2 separate regions of the Zea mays genome follow, and region 1 is linked to region 2. The links are chromatin contacts, called in public Hi-C maps. All regions are on one chromosome and are shown on one strand. The core of a region is the stretch at or near the end of the contact, and the rest is flanking DNA. Distances in the headings are between cores, read along the strand shown. Region 1 holds the start of LOC107305677. Region 2 holds the start of LOC100276602.

What was found. A called contact is a pair of places that touch in the nucleus more often than the background predicts.
Region 1: a contact with region 2 is called in a Hi-C map of endosperm, with 2.1 times the contacts expected there. The contact joins the promoter of LOC107305677 here to the promoter of LOC100276602 in region 2. A contact is called at or near these places in 2 of 25 Hi-C or Micro-C datasets (endosperm and tassel).

Annotation. Positions count from the first base shown.
Region 1 is chr2:50,662,632-50,669,151 of Zm-B73-REFERENCE-NAM-5.0, forward strand. LOC107305677 reads right to left here and starts at 1,702. Exons shown (of 1, transcript NM_001320797.1): 1 at 1-1,702. The coding sequence starts at 1,057.
Region 2 is chr2:50,384,538-50,391,873 of Zm-B73-REFERENCE-NAM-5.0, forward strand. It overlaps LOC100276602, which reads right to left and starts at 5,342. Exons shown (of 3, transcript NM_001150351.2): 1 at 4,749-5,342; 2 at 4,514-4,569; 3 at 2,923-3,064. The coding sequence starts at 5,043. The coding sequence ends at 2,930. It overlaps LOC100382535, which reads right to left. Exons shown (of 8, transcript NM_001357852.1): 8 at 7,218-7,336.

The sequences.
Region 1 (6,520 bases), core at 452-2,951, 270 kb after region 2:
CCAGCAGCGCGGCCACCGCGTGCTCGCTTCCCTCGTTACTCGACGACATCATGAACACGTGCCTCACCAGCGACCGCACCGCGCCGGGATCGCGCGCCACGGCCCGGCGCCCTGCCTCGGACGCGGCGAGCGCCTCCAGCGCCGCGAGCGCGCTCCACGCCGCGGCGCCACGGCCCTTGCCCGCCGACGCCCACGCCAGGCAGCCGAGGAGCGCGGGGACGGCGCCGTGGTGGACGGCGCTGCCGCGCGCGGGCTCGGCCGCGCAGCAGATCGCGGCCACCGCGCGCACCGCGGCGACCGAGACGCGCTCGTCGTCGTGCCGAAGCAGCGGCAGAAGCGCCTGCCACACCCGCGGCGACGCGGCGGCGGCGAGCGCCAGGTCCCGCGTCGCGGCGGCCGTGGCGATCGTCTCCAGGAGGCGGCACAGGCCCGCCTTGGCCGCGGCGGGGCCGCGCGCGAGGAGCCCGACGAAGGACGTGAGGCTGGCCTCCGTCTTGAGCATGTTGAGGCAGCCGTGCTGCGGCGAGGCCGGGCTCGACGGCAGGAGGGTGAGCGCGCACTGCAGCGCAAGCCCCTCCTGCTCGGACAGGTCCCGCGTCGTGGGCGCGTGGAAGACGAGCTGCAGCAGCACGGGGAGGAAGCCCAGCTGGAGCATGCACGCGCGGCCGACGTCCGACTCGGAGGCCAGCGCGACGCCCTTCTTGAGCGCGGCCACCTTGGCGCCGCTGCCGGCGCCGGACTGGAGGCAGCGCTTGAGCGCCGCGAGCGACGGCTCCTCCGCGTTGTCGTCGCTGGTGGCGGCGGCGGCGGCGGGCGTCGTCGCGTCGGAGATCTGGTGGTCGGCGGACAGCCAGCGCTCGATGAGGTGGCGCAGGGTGCGGTTGGGCACGAGCGCGGCGTCGCCGAGCGGCTGCATTGTGACCGGGCACGTGCGGTGGCCGGCGGCGAGCCAGCGCTCGATGCAGGGGCGGTCGTACGTCTGCCCCGTGCACAGCGTCACCGGGTCCGTGAAGATGTCCAGGCTGATGGGGCACCGGAACAGGTGCGGGATGCTCATCTTGCGCGCGCGCACCACCAGTCGTCCACCACCACGGACCGGATCAACGAGATGCAATAATAAAGAAACGCCCAGCAGGTATCATGCTTCTCGCTGCCGCGATCTAAGATGGCAAGATCCAGATCAAGAGCCAGCACCGACACCAGCTGCTGCCTGCTGAGCAACTCACAAACAGGGCGGCGAGAATGCAGCGCGCGGTACCAGAAAATCTCTCTCGATATTGCCTCGAGCACTCACTCCCATTCCCATGCATGATGCATCATCCCCATCAAGGACCGATGATCCATGGCGACGCGACGGCGACGTAACAGGTGACGGAGGTGACTGCAGCAGAGTTACTGCGCGCGCTGTGGTCAGCCGCTGTGGCTGTAACGAGTACTAGTAGTTGAAGTTGCTGCAGGTGAGGTGATGGCCATAAAGCCGGCCGAAACAGCAGGAGCTGCCGCGATGTACTAGTAGTTGAAGTTGCTGCACACGAGATGGACTAGGCACGCAGGCAGGCTACTGTGCTGGCTGGATGTGTATGGGCTCTCCTCGATCGAAGAAGAGAGAGAGAGAGAGAGAATGGAGTGGCGAGATGGAATGGAACGAGGCGAGGGAGGGGCAAGTGAGAAGAGGGGCCAGAGGGGGCGTGTGCTTTGCTTCACGCTCCATGCGTCGAGCCGCATCGTGGTTGCAGGAAGAAGATAAAGGCAAAGGTGGAGCGAGCCCGAGCGGGCGGTCCTGGAAAGGGAAAGGTCTAGTGATTGGACGACCGGAGCAGAGGCCAGAGGGAGTGCGGGGAAAAAGTTGGCGGCCTGAAAGCGTGGGGACAGTCAGAGTTGGGGGATCGGTTTGGAACGCAATTCGCAACTGCTGCTTGCTTGCATGATGCATTGACAGGAGAGAGGCAGGCTGCCTGCTCTTCCTAAACGCGATTTGCAATGCTCCTCCCCCTTCTCCCACAGAGCAGCAGGTTTGCAAAAAAAAAAAATATATATTGTAAGGACCCGAATTATGAGCTGCCAACTCGCCGAGTAAAAAAGAGACATGCCTTTGGGCTAGGTGCTGATCGTGATCCGAATATAATTCTATGTGAGTCAGTACGAAAAAGGGAGATGCTTGCTGATGCAGAGAGCGTGATCATGTGGTTGCAGGTAGTGTTTGAGCTGCGTGCATGCATCGACAAGATCATGCATGCATCCAAAAGTCGGGAAAGAAACGTGAACATGTAACTTGTATCGTCTCTTCTTCTCTACGGTGCGCGGATTGTTTGCATGCGAGGTTTTCCATGCAAAAGATGGGCAGCTGATTGATTTGCTCCGCCCGTCTTCAGTTCTGTACTTTTAGGGCATCTGTACTTTAGGGCATGTACAATCATAAGATATATTGTAATTACAATTAGGTGGGCCAAAAAAGTCTGGCTATAATCTATATCAGATCAAATTCCCTCTTTTTTTATTTAAGACATTTAATACAATGAAAAATTAAAGCACGATTCCCCATAGAAATATGTACATAAGGGGGATATGTAGTTTCCCTCTATATAGATTAGGAAAACATTTATTCTTATTCTATTTTATTATGCCATTCAAAATAATAGGGGATAACGATTTAAGAGTCGTTCACTACTGCAATTCAAAAAAATAATTTTATTATATTATAGTTAATTATATTAATATATTATAGTTAATGGTTCTAATTTATTCTGATTTTTGCATCCTACCACTAGAAATCCACTTTTTCTTCTTTTTCAGTCGGTTTTCTAAGTATAAGAGACGACTAAGTGACTATATGATATAATTCTGAGATCCTGAGACATAAATACAGATAAGAGACGTAGTGTATCGAAAGTCGTGAAGATTTGAGCTCTTCGTAAAGAGCTCGTCTCTTGTATCTTTTTACTTAGCCATTAGAGACCCTTCAAAGGACTCCGTATTAAATGGGGTTGTACATGACCTTAGTTTTACATTTAGAAAAAAAAACTGGCGGACTTTAAATACACTTTTTAGGAAAACGTGCCAACCTTCTAGTATAGGTTCTGAGCAAACGCATTGCCAAGGCACATTTCTTCTATGAAGGATTTAATAAAAAAAAACAAATTTGGCATCGGAGATGTTGGGAGAATTTGTTTTTTTTTTTGGGTATGAAGTTGGCCGAAGTTTAAAAAGAAATTTAAGCTCACATGACTGGCATAAGCATAACTGCCTAACTGGAGCTGGCAGATTGCTTTGAGCTTGTACTTCAGATCGACATGATATGCTAAACAGCTTCCAACTCAGGAGTGAGATGGAGCTATGATTTCGCGGCGACGTCGACAAGCGTGGCGCACACACTACTGGCGTCTAGTGATGTAGCTCGCCGTGGACCGGTCTCCGCTCTCATTCGGCACCACCAGCACCACGCCCATGTGTCATCATTATTCCATTTGCTGGGGCAAGATCTAGAGAGAGAGAGAGAGAGAGAGAGAGAGAGAGAGAGAGAGAGAGAGAGAGAGAGAGAGAGAGAGAGAGAGAGAGAGAGAGAGAGAGAGAGAGACGCATGCATGGGCAGAAAGCCACGACCCCGACTGAAAAAAAAAACCGAGTGCGTTGGAAGGCTTATGATGAACACGCACACGCGAGCAATTCATGGCACCCTGGTTGGCCCACCTGTCAGCCAGCCAGTGCTGCCACGGTAGACCGAAACCGGGGGAAGGGGGAATCCTCGTGACCCGTAATCCCCCAACATCTTCGTCGCTACGTTACAAATCGGTATGATCTGTACAGTTGAAAACTGGGTGGATAGGGCAGCTCAGCTGTAGCTGTAGCTGTGCGGCAGCGACTGCGCCGGTTAATCGCCGTCTCGAGCCGCCCACTGAGGATAAACAATGGGATCGTGTATAGTAGGCGCTAATATAATGGGCAGATGAGCGCGGCTATACTAGGGCAGTGCCAAAAGTCTCTTGTTGATACTGCGTTTTTTTTTGGGTGAGGTGCTGTAGCCAGCGGAGGCAGCAGGCAGCATTACCCAAATTAAGGGACTGCGCTTAAAATAGCAACAGGATTCACACGCTGATCAGAGCACGGCATATGATCGTGTGCTTTGTGCAAAAGAAATGAGCAAAAGGTTGTTCGCGACCCCGGTGATATATATAGAATGTTTTCCGACAGGACACACCTCCAGATATACACTACTACAGCATACCTCTGCACAGGCGGTCCGGTTAACCTCTACACAGGCGGTTCCAGGAACCGCTTGTGGTGCACCGCCTGTGATGTAAAACAACATCACAGGCGGTCAATCAAAAACCGCCTGTGAAAAACACAGATTACAGGCGGTCCAGTTCAAAGGAACCGCCTGTGATAGACACACATCACAGGCGGTTTCTTATCCTAGCCGCCTGTGATAGACACACATCACAGGCGGTTTTTTATATAAGTCCGACTGCATACAATATAAATCACAGACGGTTTTCATTACACAGATTCATATATACAGAATTTTCAAACACAAAATATACACAGATTTCATACACAGATTCACACAGATTGCTTACACAGATTTCATACACATATTACAAGTTCCATAACAGGTATAATACACAGATTCATCCACATATCAAGTTCCATCGTCATACACAGATTTATACACATATCAAGTTCCATATACAACTAAACATCTCAAAGTTCCATAGACAACTAAACATCTAAAGTTCCTAACTAAAGACCTAAACACTGTGTGATATTGTGTACAAACTTAGTTCTGGGAATTTTTGCAAATTTCCATTTGTATTGTAGAATAGCCCTTGTTGATGAAGAACTTCACGGCGCATAAAGTAAAGCAAGTCTCTTACAACTTTAGCAACGCCGACGGAAACCATATCTCTTTCTAACCATTCAGCATTGATCTTGGATTTAGGAACCTGCAATAAAAGCAAAAAACAAGCGGTGCTAAGAGTAATGTGATGAGAAACATTAATATAACATAAAAATTGCAACATAGACAATGATAGCGAACTTACATCCTCACGATTGACCATGTAATGGAAGGTGACACGACACCATTCGCATACATAATAACCGCACAGGACAGTACCCGGAGGTTGTTTGTCACCATATGGAAATAATGATATTGACAAATTAGGCTTGTCCTCTGGATGTTCGCCGCCAAGATCTTTCCAATAAAAACGGTATGCACTACATATAAGAATAGCATTGTGAGATTAAGAATACATTTGTTAAGTTGTAATAAGTACAAGTGTGCAATAATAATCATACTTCTCTAAAATCTTCAAGAAGTCATTATATGTAGCCTTTTCCATTCTTAGTGAGTCGAAGACCACGACTTTACCATCCTTTGGAAAGATCATGATACAAATGTAGTGGTCACTATATAGACATAGACGAAAACACATGTTAAGATCACGATTGCCATAATTTATAGTTCAAAATTAAACCATGTCGATAACTTACTTAAAGTGGTGCGGAGCTATTATTAAGTACTTGCCATGTTGTACATGATTATACATGGCTCGTCCAATGTATGCCGCCATTACCTTCATTTTGTTTCTCTGCTTCTGTTTGACGGCTTTCTCAAATTCAGCATCGTCCAAGTCTTTGTATTCTTCTCCATGCCTCCGAGCAACTACTTTGTAGCGAGCTTGGGATATCATCAACGGGTCAAGAAACCCTGTCTTAAGTTGTTTCTTCTTATCATCCATGTATTGCATCCTACGTGTAATAGTGTTAATCGTTAGACTCTCGTTTATGTGTGCGTGTACAAAACTAATAAATATGAAAGTTTAGAGGTACTTACAAGCAAAAGAGGGTTAAGTAGTTGGTTTCCATCCTTTGTCGGTGGTACAACGACCAGAGATCGTCAAAGAATAAATGTCGCACAGGATCTATATGATCATTGCTCCAAAATGCATCTTCTGGCACAACAAATGTGAAGTCCTCGAGTTTGTATTTGTTGCTAGCCACCATGTACCACTCATGCATTCTAATCTCCGGAGTCGACAACTTAGAAAGTTGCACCGTCGTCAAGAACGGCCTCCCATTCACAAATTTTGGAGGAACATCCTCCTTCTTGTATACCGAGATATTGGTTTTAAGACGTAATGATTCTCGAGTATGAATCATTCCATCTTCTTCCCATACTTCGAAATTGTCTATTTGGGACCGTGTGCCTACTCCATGAGATGTTGATTCCGCTTTTGATTGATTTGTCATAACTCTCTGCAATTTATGCAGGTAGCGTGCCACTGATTCTGACGGTTTCTTGACATCGTCAGTGACGATTCGCTTATGAATTTTCTTTGAAATAGTTGGCCCTTCAACATTGGTGCCAACCTTTGGTTCCTTTTTTTATGTTGACGTCGACATTCTGAGGAACAATTTTGTCTACGTCCCCCTCGTCGAGTTCCTTCACAAGAGGCGATATGATTGTTTCAACGATTTTTTTGGAGGTCGGTGTCAGATCTTCCTGCACCATGGGGTGTGG
Region 2 (7,336 bases), core at 4,092-6,591:
TGTTAGACAGGAGAAGATTTTCTTATACGCCATTGAAACCTATGTATCCCCTTCTATGCCGTTAATTGAAAACTATGTACTATTTCCTTAATTGCCATCACGCAGCTGGCTGGCTGCCTGCGGCCTGCTTTGCACGTTGTGGGGTGGCGGGTGGTCACAGGGACGACGAGCCTAGCTAGGGACCATGATGCCGTTGCCTTCAGACTCATCAGTGAAGTACCTGCCCGCCGGCCGGATCACTCGGCGCTTGCAAGGGCTATTGCCGTGTTTTGTATTTTGTACCCGATGACGGGCTAACTAACAACACTCTCCACCGTCTGTTGGCCCGCTCTACGTACTCGCTGCCGTGGCAAAAAGCTCAACGCTGCTTCGTTTTGGATGTCGATATTATTAGAGGGTATAGGCTTAGTATAGGATTGAATTAGATTCGATACCAAATCAGCTATGGTATTAAAATGAGATGTGTGATTTTAATTTTATTGTTTCGATGTCGCTTAATTGTTGTTTGGTATTGTGCGATCTAATTCCACGCAACACAGAGGGGTGACGTTCGGTATTGGGAGAAGGGAGTTTTTAGTTGTTGTCCAATTCTAGAGAATCCGGTCTCTAATTCCAAATCTCAATCCTGTGTGCAACTAAATGGCAGAATTTAGAAAAGATGATCGAAATTCTCAATTATGTACTCTAATATCGATAAAAAAACGGGCTACAAGGGAACTTTTCGGAGGTTCGGGAATGGATCGGAGATCGTTTCTGCACCTGCCGCTTTTTTTTGTGGCCGGCGCTTGTCAGGTGCTAAACCGCGTGCGCGGGCAACGCATGGCTTGCAACACCGGAAACTTTTAGAAAGCTACGGGGTACCTCACTGTGTTGAGTCTCAAGGGAAGTATCATATCATATATACTGGTTCTGAGCAACTATAGATATGACCCGGTGCCCCTGGTCCAACTTTTTTTATGCCAATTTCACCAACGCTCTGGAAACGAATCATACGGATTCTGAGCACCAATAAAAAAAGAATAAAAAAACCCCCGGGAAAGTATGCATGCAACAAACAACATCCGTACTGAAGCCATGCCCCGTAACTTCATGGGCTGTTTCTACTGGGCCGCGCTGGGCTAGTAGTGGTATTAATGAGCCACAAGCCCACCCGGCCCTTTCAAATCCAGCTTAGCCCTCGTTTCTTCTCGTCATTGTTTTCCTACTACTGAAGTTGGGTGATTTCGGTGGCACCGAAAAATTCAGAACACGGAACACGATTCTCAAATCATCGTGGATACCGAAGTTTCCTCCCACCGAAAAAACCCGATTCCGAATAAACCGATTGCCCGGCCCTAATTTTCTATAACCTAATTAGCATGCTAGTTTGGATTCAACCAATATGTAGCTAGTGGGTTGGCAACTTACATGTATGTTGTTACTAATAATGTTCAGTCTAGAGACAGATTCGGCGACACACATGGTAACTTGAGACGCTAGTGTAGGACGAATGTGTCTACCACTAGGATTGTACAACGGTACACACACATGGAATGTTAGGGTTATGTTTGATTGAGAGAGGTCATGTGACGATGGAACGGCCCACGTTATAGTTTCTAGTAGAAACGGGATCATCCTGTCAGACTATGGTTTGCATAGGAGAAGCAAGCATGCATGTGTGCATAGGCATGGTGATAGATCACGATTCAAATGTTTCTTCGGCCTAAAAGGTAATTTTAGTTTAAAAATAAATAAAAATATAACTCGATTCTTAAATTTTATAGCGTAAAATTTAGAGCCCATTACCAGCCAGCCAAACCAATAAAAGGTCGTTGACTATTGGCATCTTGTATGTTTGGATGGTTGCTGCCTGCCAAAGTTTGGCATCGTGAACAACTTGCTAGTTCATTTTCCCTGCCAAAGTTGGCCGTTTCTTGGGCAGCCAAAGTTTGGCCGGCCAACGTATTGGCACAGGCAGAGGCAATTGAGGAGGGGCGCTGTCCAAACGTAGCCTACCACGAAAAAAGGGCACCGCATGCAGATCTTGGGAGTCTATTCTACAAGCAAAAGACCTATGTACAGACTAGAGAGCAGCAGCGTCTAAACTAGACCTAACCGCAAGCAAATGCGACTCGAAGACGGAAGCCAGGGCAGGCAGTATTCACAGCGAAGGACGGGGATCGGACCATGTCCATGTCCATGGCTTGGGCTTGCGTCGGGTTCGCCATGGATCACGTCGACTTGAGCCTGTCCAGTCTGAACTTGGCCTGCGAAAACGCGGCGTCAGAGTCAGAGATATGGTGATAGTGATACTCGTAGCACGGCATGCAGTCTGAACATTTTCAAGCTTGTGAGATGGAATCAGAAGCAGAACTAGTCATATAGCGCTCACCATCATGGAGTGGATGTCATCAAGGAAGGGCCGAAGCAACAGCGCGAGCCGCCCGATCTCGTCTTCAAGTGCAGAGCAGTCCTGGCCCGTCCCCAGCAGCATGCCGGTGAAGACCTTCCTCTCGGGGATGAGCTTCCACGCTATCTGCAAAACGTTATAAGCCGCCCGCCCGGCCCGGATCAAAAATCAATCGATCGATCGATCGGTCAAAGTTAGTTAGCGGAGACCATTCAGAACTAGCATAGCACAGCACAGCACAGCACCCGCGCGGCCACAAAAAAGGATTCGCGGTGGCGTGGTCGCCCCAACCTTGCACGCCGCCGAGGAGATCCAGCCGTGCCACGGCTTCAGGGTGGCCTCGTACGCGGCCTCCACGAGCTGCGCGAGGCTCTGCTGCTGCTGCTGCGTAGAGTCCTCCTCCAGCCTCTGTAACAGCGCAGCTGTGAAATCCATGGATCTGGCCCAAGTTTAGAAGACGGGACGCGTTACAAGTGGGGGACGACGACGAAGAGGCCGTATGCATGCATGTATGTATGTATTTAAACAAAGTAGCTTGTTTTACCTAGCAAGCCACAGGATCGCCCTTGCGCAGCTGTCGACCTTCCTCGCTGTGCCCTCCTTCACTTCCTTCTCCACTATCCCCGTCAGGGTCGAGTACGTGGCTGGGTCCAGCAGGTACAGCTCCTGCAGCCTCTGCAGCAACAGGCATCCACTGTTCAACTACCCGGTTTACAACTAAAAACGGATTAAGAACACCGGATCTACTTTACTACTTCGTCGTGGTAACCAATAATACGAGTTTTCCATGGACGAGCCTGCCCCCAGCATATATAGCTCTCACCTTTTCTTTTTTCTTCCATGCCAATCAAAGACAAGCCCCACTTGGCATGCAAATCTCCATCAGTACAGCCCCTTGCCCACACACAAACTCTACCAGTCTAGGAGTAACGGAAGATTTTCTTACCTCTACGCCACACTCTCGCCCTTATCTTCGTTCATCTCTTTTCTTTGGGAGATTGAGAGAGGGAAAAAAAAAGACGACAAAAGCATCGGCCTCTCGTAAAGACAGAGACAGAGAGACATCATCGCGAAAGGGACGGGACACGAACTGCCGGCCAAAAAATGGCCCGGGCCGGGGCCGGGGCCGGCCAGTGGGCGGATGTGACCCGGGGGGGCAGTTGGAGAAAGGCCTGTGCGCGCCACACGTAACGGGCCCATCCGTGGCGCGTCGCCCTCCGCCTCGCCCCCGGCCTGGCGGCGTCCTCCAGCCAGCGAAAGCAAAGCAAAGCGAAAAAAAAAAACAATAAAAGATAACGCGACGAAGAAGGCCCGGCCCGGTCCGGTCCACGTCCTATCGCCTTTGTTTGTCTGACGACGCCCCTTTGTCCCTTGAAAGCCATCGTTGTCCGCGAGTCCAAGAGTGATTTGTGCAGCTGCACCACTTAACTTTACTCTGAGATGGCAGCGCTGATTTCTTCTACTGGTTCATTGAGTTCCCAAATGTTTAGTATATACCGGAACTTCACGTGAAAGCAGCTCAGCTCAGTAGCTAGGAACTCGAAATATGCGTGCGCACGTCCCAATCATCCATTTAAAAAAACACAATCATGCATTTATTTTAAGTACACGGTGGCAGTGGGACTAAAATAAGCAGACATGACATAATCACATAACCCGATATATAGAGCCAGCCAAACGGACTGGGTCCTGTACTCCTGTTTGGTGCGCAGCCGTGTGGTCGGCACGGGACAGGGGCAAGCGGACGCGGAGTGACGTACGTACCCCCTCCCCCTGGCCCTGGCTGCATGCATGGACCACACACCGTCCGAACAGTTTCGAGACGCGAATTCATGTTGCGATTGGATGCAACTTGCTTTCTGTATTCTTGTCTTCTTTCTTGGTGTGTGATGCTGCGGCTATCTAGCTCGTCTGACAGAGAACGAACGGGTGAGGGTAGCTTATAACTCTACACCATGCTCGAGACTTTATTTGCAATTATTATACGGTAAGTATGTACTACAAGCGTTAATCTAATTGTACCTGTACTAGCAGCCATGAAGAGTTGTCTGTTACTCTCAATCTTTGAGATAGACGAGAGTGAGAGAGAGAGAGAGAGAGGAGGAGGAGGTCTTGTTTACTCACCTCGATGTTCCGTTGGACGTCGAGCCTCAGCACGGCCATGGTCGGCCCGATCTTATCTGCACACACACACAACACGCAACGCCATGGGCAAATCGCCATTGAGGATTCAGCAGTGACTCAGTGAGGGGGTGGAAACGCAAGTAGAGATGAGCATGCAGCTTGGAGGCGGGCAAGGTCAAGAACATGAGATACATACATGCATGGTATGGCATGGCAACTGATGGTTGCTACTCACCGAGCACTCGAACGAGGAGGTGCGACAGCGCCAGGAAGCGGAGCGTGGGCAGGGACGACGCGGCCGCCTTGCCATCGCCGTCGACGCGCTTGAGATGGGCCGCCGGGGACAGCTCCTCGATGGCGAGCCGTATCTCGGACCACTCCACGGCTTCGTCGTCTCGATCCTCCTCCTCCCGCTCGTCTCCTTCTTTCTCGACCCTCTCGCCCTCCGCTGCTCCTTCCTGCTGCTGCTGCTGCCCTGGCCCGCTGGCCAGGGCCCTGGCTTCTCCCTCGCCCCTTTCCCTCTCCACCATGGACGCCGGTTGCTTTGTTGCAGTTGCAGCTCTCACTGCCAAGGCATTCCAAGCTTATCCTCCCTGCTCTTTGCTGAGAACCTGAGACACACACACATACACAGAGAGAGAGAGAGAGAAAGGGAGAGCGCAAGTCAAATGTCTGTGTTTTGCGAATGAAGACCTGACCCTCCAATCGGTAGCAGCCCTTGAGACCATAATATATACTATATCCTACTAATAATATCCAGGCAGGTATCAGTGTCAGTACGGGAAGCCCTGTAGAAACAGGCACGCTATTACTACTTTACTAGGAGCTCAAACCGCTCTCGTTGGCTTTTCAAAATATAGGGTTGGCATCGTTACGTTACGTCTGCAGAGCCCAAACCGCGGCTTTGGCAATGCAAGCAGAGAAAGAAACAGCTTTATTAATCGCGACGATAAGGCAAGGCAGACCTCAGCAGCTAGCTGCTTACACCCGTGATGTCGATGCCTCAGCGCATCAAATCACATACATTAATGAACCCCCAAAAAAACAATTGGAGGCAAAATAACGCAAACCTATCGAACTTGGAAAAGAGATAAATCTTAAAACAAAAGCGGTGGCTGCGAGTTCACCGGTCAGGCCGTCACGTTACTGTTACTTACTTAAGCAGTGACGTATAAGTCGTAGCCCATGTCATTTCCCTGCTCTACGAGGCGGCGTCGACGCCGGATCAGTGACACTGCAGATGAATCTGGCTTTTTCTCCCGCTCTCGCGTCAGTGGCGTCACCTCTTTTTTTTTTATCCAAAGCGGCGTCGACAGCTAGAACGGCCTTGGACCGTGCTTGCTTTCTCCTGTCCTGTGACGCCACCTTCCGCTTGTAATGTACACCTACTGTTCGTAGAGGGGGTCAGAAAAAGCAGCCAGCGGCACACCAAGGGGGTGTTTGGTTTCTAGTGACTAATATTTAGTCCCTACATTTTATTCTATTTAAGTCACAAAATTGTCAAATATAGAAACTAAAACTTTATTTTAGTTTCTATATTTGACAATTTATACACTAAAATAGAATAAAATGATGGGACTAAACATTAGTCCCTAGAAACCAAACACCCACCAAATCTACTGCAGCTGTTGGTAACCACTTGTACGACGAAAAGTAGCTGCAGCAAAAAGGAAGCGAAGCTCAATCACAGAGAAGCGGCATGATTGAAGTCCAGCAGCTGCAAACGAAGCTCAGTCAGAGAAGCGGCAGTTATTACAAGTGCAAGCATAGCATTTCCCAGAATAGCATTGCCCCGATCGGCAGGGATTAGGTGGCGACCCTTCAGGCAGGCTACCCATAAAACCGTTGCAATGTCTGAATCTGTGTCCCCAGAGCTCATGCTTAAAATCGCTTACCCGTACTCCTGTAGAATTTGTGTCCGCATCCGAACAGCAGCTCTGCCTCACGCTTTGCATAGGAGCCCATCAACCAACCAGCCTTTCAGATACCTTGCCGTTTCAATCAACTCGGTAGCTGGTACTGTATATGATAGTTTAGTAACACAAAGCACATCAGAATGTTCTCTGGCGGTGCCTGTTTGAAACAGCGGCAGGCCTGCCGTGGCGAAACATTTGCTCAATAACTTATACAAACAATAAAGTGTGATGCTAAGGGGAAGGCAATAGCGTAGACATCAAATTAGCTAGAGTCAAAAAATATCTTTTATGACAACAAATACAAAACCACACACAGCCCCTATAGTGAAGGGGGCACTGCTCAAGCATTGAGTAAAGCAAGTTCAAGCAACCATCTGAATATCCCAGGATATTAGAATCTTTTATTCGATGCATACATAGCGCCTTCTATGGCTTCCTTGCTCTATGGCACCTTAGCGACGCAACAGCCAGCGCAGCAGCTCTTTGGTGGCAGAAGCAGAATGGGTGGTGGTGGCGCAGCAGCGGCGGCGGCGGCGGCGGCAGCAGCAGCAGCACAGCAGTAGCGGCGGCGGTGGGCAGAGCACTCAAGCTGAGGAAACAAGCAGTACCCATATGTTAAAGACAGCTAACAGCATTGTTAATAAGACTGAAAACTAAATATGGGGACTTGCCTGCAGTTTCTGGTTCAGTAAAGGGAAAAAAATAAAAAGCAGATTCTACATTTTAGCACTGATGATTTCTCAATGGAAAAAACATATAGCAACAGCTACTGTTAGTCTTACATCTTATAAGACCCAGCATTAGGTATGACACATGTCAGATAACCCGGTTAGCAAAATAATAGTAGTCACTTGAAAGATACTCTCATTAGTTTATCAACTAACTTCAGAAAATTAGTTCGTGGGAG